Linked DNA regions of Gossypium hirsutum: region 2 is linked to region 1. A link is a contact called in public Hi-C data. All regions are on one chromosome and are shown on one strand. The core of a region is the stretch at or near the end of the contact, and the rest is flanking DNA. Distances in the headings are between cores, read along the strand shown.

The links. A called contact is a pair of places that touch in the nucleus more often than the background predicts.
Region 2: a contact with region 1 is called in a Hi-C map of seedling, with 2.2 times the contacts expected there. The contact joins the enhancer-like site here to the promoter of LOC107908673 in region 1. A contact is called at or near these places in 7 of 34 Hi-C or Micro-C datasets (fibers, hypocotyl, leaf and 1 more).

What each region holds. Positions count from the first base shown.
Region 1 is chrD08:5,288,223-5,294,851 of Gossypium_hirsutum_v2.1, forward strand. LOC107908673 reads left to right here and starts at 3,205. Exons shown (of 4, transcript XM_016835916.2): 1 at 3,205-3,405; 2 at 3,604-3,671; 3 at 4,965-5,789; 4 at 6,049-6,629. The coding sequence starts at 4,965.
Region 2 is chrD08:5,464,730-5,471,358 of Gossypium_hirsutum_v2.1, forward strand. It overlaps the pseudogene LOC107953200. Among protein-coding and RNA genes, the nearest start is that of LOC107953202, 14 kb to the left of the region's middle. Within about 2 kb of position 3,617, at least 4 of the 9 cell types and tissues checked have an H3K27ac peak or open chromatin away from gene starts, as enhancers often do. A contact at or near this core is called in fibers, where this site is marked.

The DNA of each region.
Region 1 (6,629 bases), core at 1,955-4,454:
AATATCTAACCATTAATTTCATCATGTTTATAAATTTTCGATTTAATTTAATATATTTATCATATTGATCCAGAATATTTTTTTATTATAATATATTTATCTAATATCACTTTAAATGTGAGGTTGTCATATATCTTTATATTGTTGGTCGTCGGTTTTCCAAATTAAAGTACCTGTTAGGTAAAAGAAATTCAGATATCAAGTAAATACAAATTATCAAATTTAAGTATCTCTGTATATATTAACCTTTTTTGTTTTAAATATAAAAAAATTCCAAAATCCAAAATTACATCTCACTTATAATGTTCTAGTGTTCCAAGCTCTATTCTTTGTATTGTTTTGGCAGTTTATCATTGTATAGTTACAAACTATCTATAGTAATGCTTAAAAAATAAGAAAAGTAATGTATTTCTTGTATTGCCTAATTACTTATTAGCATACTAAGTAACTTTGAAAGGTGTCATTATATAGCCTAAGAAAGAGGCAGATAATATTCTAATAATGGGAAAAAAGTAGCTACCTATTAGCCAAATCTGAATTATCATTAGAGGCGCTCATAGGACAGGTCAGGCCTAATCAAAATTTTAATTCCATTTGTTAGGCCCGGGTCCAGCTTGAAAAATGGGCCTAAGATTTTTTTTCCAAATTTGGCCCAAGTAAAAATGTTAAAATTTGGGCTCAATCTGTATTAAGTTTTTATATAATTTTTTATATAAAATTTTAAAAATATATAATACATCAAAAATACTAAAAACATTAAAATATATATTTCTCAACAAATTGAAACTAAATTTTAAAGATAAGTACAACTTAACAAGTAAATACCTATAAAATAGTAACAAAATTAACAATAAAATAAGAGTTATACAATAACAACAAAATAGTAGCAACATTATAGCAAAATGGTAGCAAAATAGTAAAAAAAAAGCAAAAAAAATCAATTTTTTTTTGCATATTCGGGTCGAGTCAAGCTCGGGCCAAAAAAGCTTTGCCCAAGGCCTGACCCATTTTCTAAACGGGTTATTTTTTTGCCCAAGCCTATTTTTCGGGCTTATATTTTTACCCAAACCCTCCTACTTTTCAAGCGGGCGGTCCGACCCATCCCATGAGCAGTTCTAATTATAATTGGTGTATGATAGTTTTTTTTCCTAATTATAATAGTTTCAATAAAATCAATTAAGTATTGAATTAGATAATTAATTAATTCTGATCAACTAATTTATTAATTAAAATAAATCTAAAAAAACTTATATATGTTTTTTAGAGTAGAATTCAAATATAAAATTTTGGGAATTCTCAAAACTTCAATCTTATCCTTGAGCTAAAGGAATGCATGGTTAATGATTTCACACCTAAACCCTCTAAATAGTTTGCCCCTTTATTATAAATATATATAATATATGGGCTTGATGAAGTTCAACAAATAATGAATTACACAATATTTAAAATGGGGTTTGGGCTTAATTCCTTCTATTCATTGATAACAATATTTAAAAAAGTATTTATATTTATATATTCTTATAATTAAATTTTTGTTATAAATAAATATTTTGGGTACAATATGGGTCTCTACAAGGAGCTCCATATATATATTTCATAGTATCAAGACAAAATTAGATTTTTAGGGTTTTTCTTCTCTTTTACTTCTCGGTCATCAAAGGCATCTCTTGACTTATTTTTTCACCCTGAGAACCCTACATATTTTCTCCTCCACATCTCCATTTACGATTCCAACTTATAAAGATGAACCGTTCAAATAAATATGATTTTATTATCAAAATAACATTTTAAACTAATTCATATCGAAAATAATTTTATTCAAACCTTGTTCTAAAAAGATTAAACAAATAGTCCGACCCGCGAATAAATCTTAAGATGTAAGAATTAGGGCTTAGAGTGAGCACTTAATTATAATGGGTAATGGTTAATGGCTTAACACCCAAGCCTTGGATAGCTTGGGCCATTGTTACAATTTTAGGCTCAACTCCTCTAACTAACATATGGGTTTTATGGACTTCAATAAGAGACATTTGAAGAGCCCCTTCCTCTTCATGTTGGTTATAATCAGTTTCATTTTTTTTTATTCTTTTTTCTTTTGGGTGTCAATATTTAGCCTTAATTTTTTAAGTTGTAATTACAATCATAATTATAATCAGTCTAAATTAAAATAAATATAAATAGGATTCACGTAACAAGACTTAAATTAAAATAAAGATAAATAGGATTCACGTAACAAGACTTAAATTAAAATAAAGATATATATTGAGAATTCACACACGGTGATATTTGAATTTGAGTGCTAAAATTTCAACTTTAATTAAGAATTTATGTGAATAAAAATGTTCTAGAAAGGAAAAGAAAAAGTTAGATATGATTGTTCGTAGGTTTTAAGTATATATAAATCTTAAAATTATGCATCAATTTTAATTTAACGTAAAATATGATACTTTGATTTGGTGCAATTGTATACCTAATATTTTTTACTAAATTTTTCACAATCAATAAAGTGAGAAATAATTATATCTAATCCAAAGGTAAATAATTGTATTAATTTAAATTTTAAATGACTAATATTTAATTAAAATAATTTTTTTAAAAGAATTGAATCTGATCTCGATTGGTACCATTTTACTCGAAGGAAGGCACGTTAAATTAAATTTTTATCACATATTATTGAATGAAAATCAAAATTTTAAATATATAATTAAATTAAATCAAAATTATGTGTCTAATTAAACATTAGATTGTTGACCTGAATTACTATCTTAATAATAAAAATAAATTTAATTATAAAATATATATTATTATTAATATTTTGTTATTGATGAAATAATCAAATAAAATAAATCAATTTTTTAAAAAATTCAGAAAAATTCTTAGCTACCGAGGGATTCAATCTATTAGCATTTAACATTTGTACCAAAAACAATCTCCTAAAATTATTAAAGGGTTAATATAACTTTCAGTCCTTAAACTTATCAATTAGATTCATTTTGATTTTTGTATTTTCTTTTGGTGCACTTTAAACCTGAATTTGACAACTAGACCCCATATTGGTCAAAAATATAAAAGGCTGACGACATCAAAATTTGATGAAATCCGGAACTAAAATAGATCTAATTGAAAAGTTTAAGGACTAAAATGAAAAATAACCCATTACTAAAATACGAGGGTCGAAAGCCAACGTAAAATGGAACATAGATTAACAATGTTCATTTTCGGTCAATCGAAACCCGCCTTTGGTCTCTCAACTCTCTTAAATCAAACCCAACAAAACACAAGCTTTAATCTCCTTTTTTCCCCCTTTTTTAACAGCAAAATTAAAGAGAAAATTTCCTTCCTTTTTTTTCCTTCAACAATTCAGCTTTCTCGTATTCATGAAAACCAAGTTCTCTCTTGTACAAGGTAACTAAAATCTTCTCTTAATCTTCACCCATTTCCATGTCTTTTTCTAGTGGTTTTTAGCTTTGCTTTTTATTTACGGTAACTGGAAAACAGTGAAGTGAGAAAAAAAAGTAATGTTTTTTTTTGGTAAATTAGGAAAAAAAAAAAGGTTGACAATCGAGGTTTATAGATGTTAACAATAAAAACCCATTTTTCCAGGTTGATTTTGGGACGTGGGTTTTAACGTTCAAGTTCATCCATAAAGGTTTCAAGTTCATCCATAAAAGGTTAGCCATATGTTTTCTCTTTAACCAAAATAAAAATAAAAAACGCTCTATTGCTTGCTTATTTACTTTAATGTGCTATTTGCCTTTCTTTTTTTCTTTTTTTTTGGGGGGGGGGTTGATTATATGTTTGGTCAAATTGAGTTACATGTTAATTTTCACTGTACAATGGTGGTTGATTCCATTTTACTGTAGAAATTGTTTGACATGTTTATGTATTGACAAACTATGTTTCATTGTCGTAGTTTAGATTCTGGTTTTATGTGTTTTTTTCACTGTTCAATTGGCACGTTAACATGTGCCTTATCATCATGTCGTTAACCACAAGGTTTTTTTTAGGTTCTTGTTGTTGGTATTTATCTGTCTTAATTATAGTAAATGAAAAAAATATGCTGGAATTTGATTTTCTTATGATAGATTTAACCATTGTATAGCTTTTGATATATTTGCATTGGTGATGACCTTAGTTTGCACATGTGCGCGCGCTTGTGCGTGTTTGTTTCCTTTTGATGAGTGCTTATCTTTGTCGATTGAATTCATGAAGTTTTTGGACCAGTTTCGTGTTAGGCTGGACAACAAAATCATCTTAGACCCTTTCGGGAAATGCATATCGAGTCAAACATATTACCTTCTGTGTTTAGGCACTCTTTTTGCGAGACTGGCTAAAAAACCTGCCTGGTTGAAACTTTTTTTTTATTACTTCTACGTTTAGTTGAAAAATGGGACTATATCGAACTCCATTTCTCAATTTTTTAGTATCCAGTAACCAACACGGGACCCTAAGGATGCCATGCTCAACAATCACAAGCACATTAGGCTATATAATGGTTCTAGTGCCTGGTGTGCAGTTGAATTCTTGGGGGTCACAGATAGATCTCGAGTTTAAGAAAAATGGTAGAATTTTCCGCGCATTGAATGCTGGTAATTACGAATTTTCATGTGCAAAAGGATTCCTCCGTTTTCTTCTGTTCATTCTTTATCTTGAATTGCAGTGGATACTTTTGAGAAATTGTGCTTAAGCCTTTAAGTTCGAGGAAATTGTATTTAGCAGTTGCATGTAGGACTAGCAGTAGAAACTGATGCTTTCTATAATTCTATTTCGAAATATTGAACTGTTCTCATACACAATGATAGTATTTCTTTTTATTCCATTTATATAAGGGTGGTGTACCTATGTTTTATATTTAGGACCATCTTGAAGCATATTACGGCTAAGAAGCCGGTTTTATGCAGTCTTAACTCCATTTTAGTTTTTTTTCTTTCCAGTTTCATTGTTTTTGCTTGCTTATTGTGCAGATGGATACTACTGTTTCGGATAACGACATAGTGGGCATTAAAGATGAATCTGCTGAACAATTACATGCTTCATGTTCATTTTTGGATGAAATATTCGGAGATCCACAGGTGATTCCTCGTGTTGGAGATCAATACCAAGCAGAAATTCCACCTCTAGTTGGAGAATGTCGCAGTTTACAGGTTGTAAAGGAACCAATTGACACAAAAGTCGTTACGAGTGTGCCAAACCCTTTCCCAATGGGGTTGCCTATCCCTCTTATCTGGACAAAGACTAAAGTTGAAAGCATAAATGGTGCGGTTGACTTTGAAAACAGTGGAGAGAGCCACATTACATTAAGCCATTGGTGTGCAGAATATAAAGTCGAAAGTTTAGGTTCCGTGTCGGGTAATGGGAACGACACGAGAGAGTATTTAAAGCATAAACCTACAACCAAAACTAAGATGGTTGTTGATTTACTCTCTCCAATGGAGCCAAAATCTAAGCCAAATCAGGTGGATGGTGATCTCTATCCGCTTCCAGGCTCTTCTAGTGAAGTGTGGAAGGATATCGAACTCAACAGTTTTCTTCTCGGGTTATACATCTTCGGGAAAAATCTTATCCTTGTGAAAAACTTTGTTGAGAGTAAAGGGATGGGAGAGATATTGTCTTTCTATTATGGAAAATTCTACAAGTCGGATGGATATTGTAGATGGTCAGACTGCCGAAAATTAAGAGGCAGGCGGTGTGTTCATGGACAAAAGCTGTTCACTGGATGGAGGCAACAGGAATTATTGTCACGATTGTCTTCTCACGTTTCAGAAGAATGTCGAGATATGTTGCTTGAGGTGCATTTCTGACTTTTTTTACACAATCATTTGATCTTTCTAAATAATTAGACATTTATTTATGTTGTTATTCTTGTCTAACTTTCAAGAACCTCTATCGGTTTTCGTTTGAGCTCCCGGTTTTTGTTATCGAGTCTACTTATAGTTGAAACTCTCAGTTCATTGCGGAACTATTGCACCTAATTTTGCAGTTATATTTGGTCTATATTTGTGAGAGAAATGTTTGCGCATGATGTTTTATGAACTATGATTATTGTAGGTTTCTAAGACATTTGGCGAGGGAAAAGTATCCTTCAAAGAATACGTATTCACTATAAAGAACACAGTTGGTATTACTATGCTCGTAGAAGCTGTAGGTATTGGTAAAGGAAAGCAAGATCTCACTGGCAATGCAATGGAACCCATAAAACCCAATCACGTAGTTTCTTTTCGTCCTGAAATACCAGTTGGCAAAGCATGTTCTACTCTTACATCTGTGGACATTATCAACTTTCTAACCGGAGATTTTAGGTTGAGCAAAGCTAGATGTAGCGATCTTTTCTGGGAAGCTGTTTGGCCTCGCCTTTTAGCTCGAGGTTGGCATTCTGAACAGCCTAAGGATCAGGTTTTTTCTGGTTCAAAGAATTCTCTGGTGTTTCTTATGCCTGGTGTTAAGAAGTTTTCAAGGAGACTAGTGAAAGGCAACCACTATTTTGATTCCATCAGTGATGTTCTTAATAAAGTTGCATCAGAACCAGGGCTTCTTGAGCTTGAAATTGAGCTGCCTAAAGACGGCAGAGAGGAAAACGAAAATAAGTGGGAGCCTGCAATAAAACAAGATCCTGGTTTTATATCGAACAA
Region 2 (6,629 bases), core at 2,367-4,866, 180 kb after region 1:
TGGTAAGGTGATTGAGCCTTTGACCTTAACTGGGTGGTTCACAAAGTTATATAACGGATTAACCTTAGACAACACATATTTTTTCAATCTCATCTTTTGGTATGCATCCTAAGACAACACCCCAAATGCATTTCTACTGTTTATGAATATCCTTTTGACCTCAAAACCTGCAATTATTGTCGAAACAACCATTGGATCATTACCCTCTTCGTTATAAACTAATTCTCCATTGTCACTATTAAATCCCACACTCTATTTTTCCTACTGGAGTGATCTCTTGGAGCGCTATTTGACATCACGCTTCTCATATGTACCCTCTTTTTTACGTTGAAACCTACCTAGTCTTTATCCGTGCCTACAATCACGTGGATGGTATGCTTAACTTTCTGTTAACCCTTAGGGTTGCTACGCGAACCTTGACCCTATTAGAGACTGCTTTGGTTCACAAATTTTGAGAGTTCATCATTTCGTACTACCTCATCTATGGCACCCTTCAACGTGAAACAATAATTAATTTTGTGCCCAATGTCATCGTGGAAGGCACATCTATCCCTAGAATTCAATCTTCTTGCAATGCTCCTCATCGAGGGTGGCTTGGGTAGGATACCAAGGCTCTTGACTTGGCTAAGAATGAAAGTGCAGGTGGCATTCAACAGGGTGTAAGCTTCAAGTCCGCTATCAAGAAAGTACCTCCTGGTGTACTCTAGTTAAGAACCTTGGGGGGCCTTGAGAGGGTTACCATGAGCTTAATTTTTGTACAACTTATCATTTCTCACTTGTAATAATTGGTCAGGAGGGCCCTATCTACTTCAAGATCCTTCTATTTTCCTTGATTGTCTGTTCTCCATTTGAAAGGTTTCACGGTATGCCCTCTTGATTTCTTTCTCCTTCACGAACTTGTAGGTTCACTCGTATAAGTTAGCCAAACTTTGCGGTCTGTTATAGGTAAATGAGTATTGTACATGATTAATTAGCGTCGTTGAAAAGGCCTTGCACTTCGCTACATTTGATGTCTCTATCACATTCATATAGTCATTGTATTGCACCAAATGGGATTGCGGATCCCTTCTTTCTTTGAACATATCTATTGGGACTTTGAAGTCACGTGATAAGTTTACTATTACGATCTCAAGGACCAATAGATTGTTTGAGTAGAACCAATCGATGTTCTGATATTTAGGGTGTAGCACCCTTACACCCCTTTGTAACTCTTCTATCTCATTTTGCCATTCTTTCACCTGTATGCCTAGGACTTCATTCTGCATGTTTACGTTGTCTTGGAAGCCAAAGTTATCAGAATGCATTTTTATTTTTAACTCATCGTTTTGCTTCAGCAGCTCATGTTGGAAAGCCTGTTGTTGCTCGAACCGCACCTCCTGAGCGACCATCTATTCCCTTTTGAATCTTATTTGCTCCTGAAGGGTAGAGAGCTACTACAGTGGTGCCTCTTGGTTAGGAAGGAGCGTCAACCCCTGGCCAACGGAAGTGTTCAGGTCTAGAGGGCCAAAAACTCTTGGATGAGCTGTATTGTCGAGGTTCTTCGTTCTGTCAGTAAACCACCCCAACAACAAATTTGCTTTATAATGATTATTGCCAGAGACTGTGGCTCCGACCTATTCTATCGAATGGATGAAGGGAAAACTCCAAATTTGGGTGAGCCATTTCGATTCTGAAAACTTGACATAAATAAAATCAGACTTGTTGAAATTTAACAATTAAAAGACTGTCCACACTCATCGCACCAATTTTTGATAATATTTTTCTTATGTTTTATTGATGGGAGCCTTTAGGTATTTATACATGCTATTACAACTCATGATATGACTCTATTGTTTTGTCTTGACTCCACTACTCCTAGTACTGGCATTCTCTGTCCCTAGTACTGGAATTCTTTACGGACTCCGAGCCTACTAGACACGTGTCTAGTTGCCTACTAAGCACACGGTCCTTTCTGTTTCTAGGACTAACACCCTAAGTAGGCTCTGAGCTTACTGGACATATGTCTAGGTTGCCTACAGAGCGCACGTTCCTTTTTGCGAACCCCTAACTCATATGCGAACTAAGACCGTGGCCTTTCCTTAGTTCTTACGAGCTGGGGTCGCGAACCCCCTTATGAGCTAGGTTCGTGACCTCGCCTTGCTATCCTCTCGTAGTTCGCTTCGCACTCAATCGTCTGGTAGGGCCTATCCGAATTACAGGTAAGTAACTCGGATCCTATTAAAGACTTGGGTTAGTGTTCACTGGTATATAACAATAGTAATAATTAAACTAAAAATGTTTTAAGATAATTGCTTCACTTATAAAATTCAACACATATAGCTTTTATTATAGTGTAGTATAGAATATAATAAATCTGTTATGCTTACCAAAATTAAAAAAAAATTTATGGTTGTCACGCTCATAATATAGGTGAAATTTTATATAAATATATATTTATAAAAATATGATATAAATAACAAATAATGATTTTATTGAAAGATAAAATAAAAATATTAAAAATTGGCAGATATTTGGGTTTAAATTTTATGGGTTTATATTCTTTTCAATTTTTCCTTATAAAAGATATAGGAAATGTTTGATAAATAAGGTTTTGGATTTCTTTTAACTGATTTGGGTACAAATAGAGGATTAGGTAGTTAAACCCTCTAATTGTAGTGTTTGGTGAATAGAGGTTTATAAGAGCTTGTTGAGCTAAAACCTCCATAACAAAAAATGCAGGGATGGGCAACGTTTTTCACAGCTGATTGGGAATGAGATATGTGAAATGACATATTTGACTGGCCATGCTTGCTATAAAATACTCTCTTTGCCGCATACTCTCAAACCTAATAGAGGTGCCAAGATATCAGTAGTCACCATTATCCAATTTTCACTTTTACCCCCAAAATTTAAACTAAAACTTCTTATATAAAACATTTAGTTTATAATTTTTTTAATAAATTTGATATAATTATTTATAATTAAATCTAATTAAATAAAAAGACATAGCCCCCAAATAGAGGTGCTCATGGGCCGGGCGGCCACGCCCGAAATATGGGAGGCTTCGGGTAAAAATATAGGTCCGAAATATGGGTTTGGGCAAAAAAATGAGGCCCGTTTAGAAAATGGGCCGAGCCTCGGGCACCACTTTTTTGGCCCGGGCCTGGCCCGAATATATAATAAATATATATATATTTTTTAATTTTAAAATATTTTTTTTATTTTTTATTTTTAAAATAAATTTTTGGTGTTTATTAAAAAAATGGGCCGGGAAGGGCTCGGGGCTTAGGAATTTTTTCTCGGGCTGAGCCTGGACAAAATTTCAGGTCCATATTTCGGGCTAGGCCGAAATTTTTCTGGGCCCGGCCCGGCCCATGAGCACCTCTACCCCCAAAGCTTGATTTTATTTTTAGTATAATAATAATTCTGTGGTTAGCATAATTAGAGAAAAAAAATCAATGCAGTGGGGCCCAACTTTTGGAGTAAGAGAGGACTTCAAGGTGTATAAAGTCCAAGGCTTTGTTTGATCGAAATGCAGGCAGGTCTCAAGTGAGTGGTTTGTTGATTTAGAGAAGATGGAGGCTAAATCGTTGTGGGTATTACTCACTACACTTCTGTTCATCATACAAGGGTGGCGACAGACTGAGGGGTGCTTGGAGCAGGAGAGAATTGCTCTCTTCCAACTCAAATATTTCTTCAATGACAGTAACTGGGTAGATGTGAAAGGTTCGAATTGTTGTGAATGGGAAGGAGTTGAGTGCAACGTCACTACTGAACGAGTAATAGGTCTCGATCTTGGTTTCAAACGTCAATGGGATAACCGTGAATGGATATCAGATCCATATGGGTATCTCAATGTCTCTTTATTTCTTCCATTTGAGGAATTGAAGAGCCTTGATTTGAGTGGAAATGAAATTGCAGATCTTGTAGATAACCAAGGTTGGTTGCTTTTCATCTCTTCGATGACCGATTAATCCTTGAATTAATTTATTCCTTTAATTTTTTCTAAATTAAGACACTCATGATCAATAACTTTTTCTTGCATGCAGTATCTGTTTCATCTGCTTTCAACAAGTTAGAAACTCTTGTATTAACTCAGAATTACTTCAATGATAGTATCTTATCAAGTAAGCTTCCATCTCTCAAATTCTATCAATTGTAAGTTTATGCAAAAAAAAAAATGAAAGAGTATAAGGTTTGATCATACCAACTTACAATTGATTGCTAAATTCTCTATTAATTTATTTCATAATACGGTTATTAAACTTTTTAACTAATTTTAATTGACAGACAATAGGTTGAAATAAACAAATTATTTCCCATATGTTAATTAAAAGTTTGCATATATTTAAACAAGTTAAAGCGTACATGTACTTAATGAGAGAATGTATTGTATGAAATTGTGATTTTGTGTTATTCTTATCTCTTTTAAATAGGAGAATGATAAATCAGAATTTTTCTTCTGATTAAAAATGCTTGTATAAAAAATCCTTGAATATTAGATACAAGTGAGTGCCACTTTTATATTAAAAGATTAAAATTAATTTTTTTCATGTGAATAAGCCTTGAAATGTGTTGATATTTGATATATTTCATTGTTCTTGGATAGAATTGAAGAGTTTGACAAACTTGAAGACGTTAGAGTTAAACGACAATAGCATCAAAAGCCTCCGACAGTTTCAAGGTATATCTAAATTTGATGTTCTATGTACAATCAACTATGTCTTCAAGGCGTTTACCTATAAAAGTATATTTATGAATAAATCAAAGATGAAATCGAGATACAAATAATTATTCTTGGATATTATACAAACAAATCCTCCTTAAAATTATTCGACTTAAATCTTTTATAGGTGAGAAAGCGCAACCGATGATAAATTTGGAAGTGCTTAATTTGGATTATAATTCCTTGAACAACAATGATTTGGCAGATCTCAAGGGGTTATCAAGTTTAAGGTCCTTGAGTATTGGGGGAAACCAATTGGAAGGGTCAGTAGGTATTACAGGTATGTAAAATTTCATAAAATAAAAATAATAAGCTAAATTTGGAGTTCATTTTTCGGGTAGTAAAATAAAGGCATAATGATTTTTTGGTCCTTCAATTTTATAAAAATATTATTTTAGCATTTAATTTAATTTTTCACCTCTTTTAATATTTAAACTTGCTTTTTTATCAAATCACCCTAAAATGAATGAAAAATTTAACGCTTGTTAACTTTGTTAATGTGGCATATATGTTGATTTCCACGTAGATGACATATAAACATTTAATTAACTTTTTAAAATAAATATTTTTTTCTCTTTAATATATAAAGTAAAATATATGTACCACGATAATAGTATTTCAATTTCAAATTTTTTTCTATGTCTTTTAAATTCTTTTAGTATTAAATTAAAAAATTGTATTTAATTAATACATACCATCAATCTAAGCAACGCATTGGAAAGAAACTAGTTAATATATATAATCAGCCTTGTAGATGTGGAATTAATTATCTTTATCTACTATAATAGCAACATTTATAAAGTATACAGTATATTATTTACTAAATTAGTTCTTTATAAATCTGTTGTCTCAAATTTTAGCACAACTAATTCTATTTCTAAGTGAACTAAAATTAACAAATTTTAATTAAGATATTATTTCAATAAATTGTTTAAATTTTATATAAAATATATTACTCATATTTTACGAAATGAAAATAGTTTTTATAAATGGAGTTACATTAGTGAATTTTATTAAAGACTCAATCTATATCTTGTTAATAAATATTTTTATTAATTTTTTTAATTTAAAATTTTTATAAATTTAAATATGACCTAAATATTAAATGTTGTTATAAATCTATAGCGACCACTTATCTATAACATTCAATATTTTGCAGACAAATGAAGTTGTTATATAAAATTTGACCACAACTGAATTTTTGTGATGATTACTTTATTGGACTGACAAAAAAATGCATTCTATTGATTTGGATAGTATTGAATAATATGACAAAGCTAAAGAAGTTGGACTTGAGTGCCAATAAAATTGAGAGCCTCCAATCTCCCTATGGTATGTGTCGATATGTTCTACTTTATATATTCTTACATATACATACCAATATCTCATTTAATATTCCATTAGTAGTAAATTTGCTTATCTAAATGCTTTGTAGATGGTGAGAGGCCACTTAATTTGACCAATTTAGAAGAGCTTAATTTGGATCAGAACTCCTTCACGAACAACTTATTGACACAGCTTAGTGGGTTTTCCAATCTAAAGTCATTGAGTATACGGAATAATCAGCTTAAAGGATCAATAAATATTAAAGGTGGAAATACTTAACATATTTAATCTCCCTTTAAACAAAACAAATTATTTATTGAATTATTACATTTATTCTGTGTGATTTTAAATTTAAATTTTATTTGTCAATTTTTACAGAATTATTAGACACTTTAAGCAACTTAGAGGAGCTAGACATGAGTGGAAATGAGCTGAAGGAATTTGTGCCCATAAAGAATAAAGGTATATGTATCAACTAAATAAAGTCTCACTTATTGTTTGCCATTAGATATCTAGTGAACTGATGGCAATTATTAATTTGACTCTCAGAAAATGAAAGTTTAGGAAAGCTAAAGGTTGCTAACTTAAACGGGGTGTT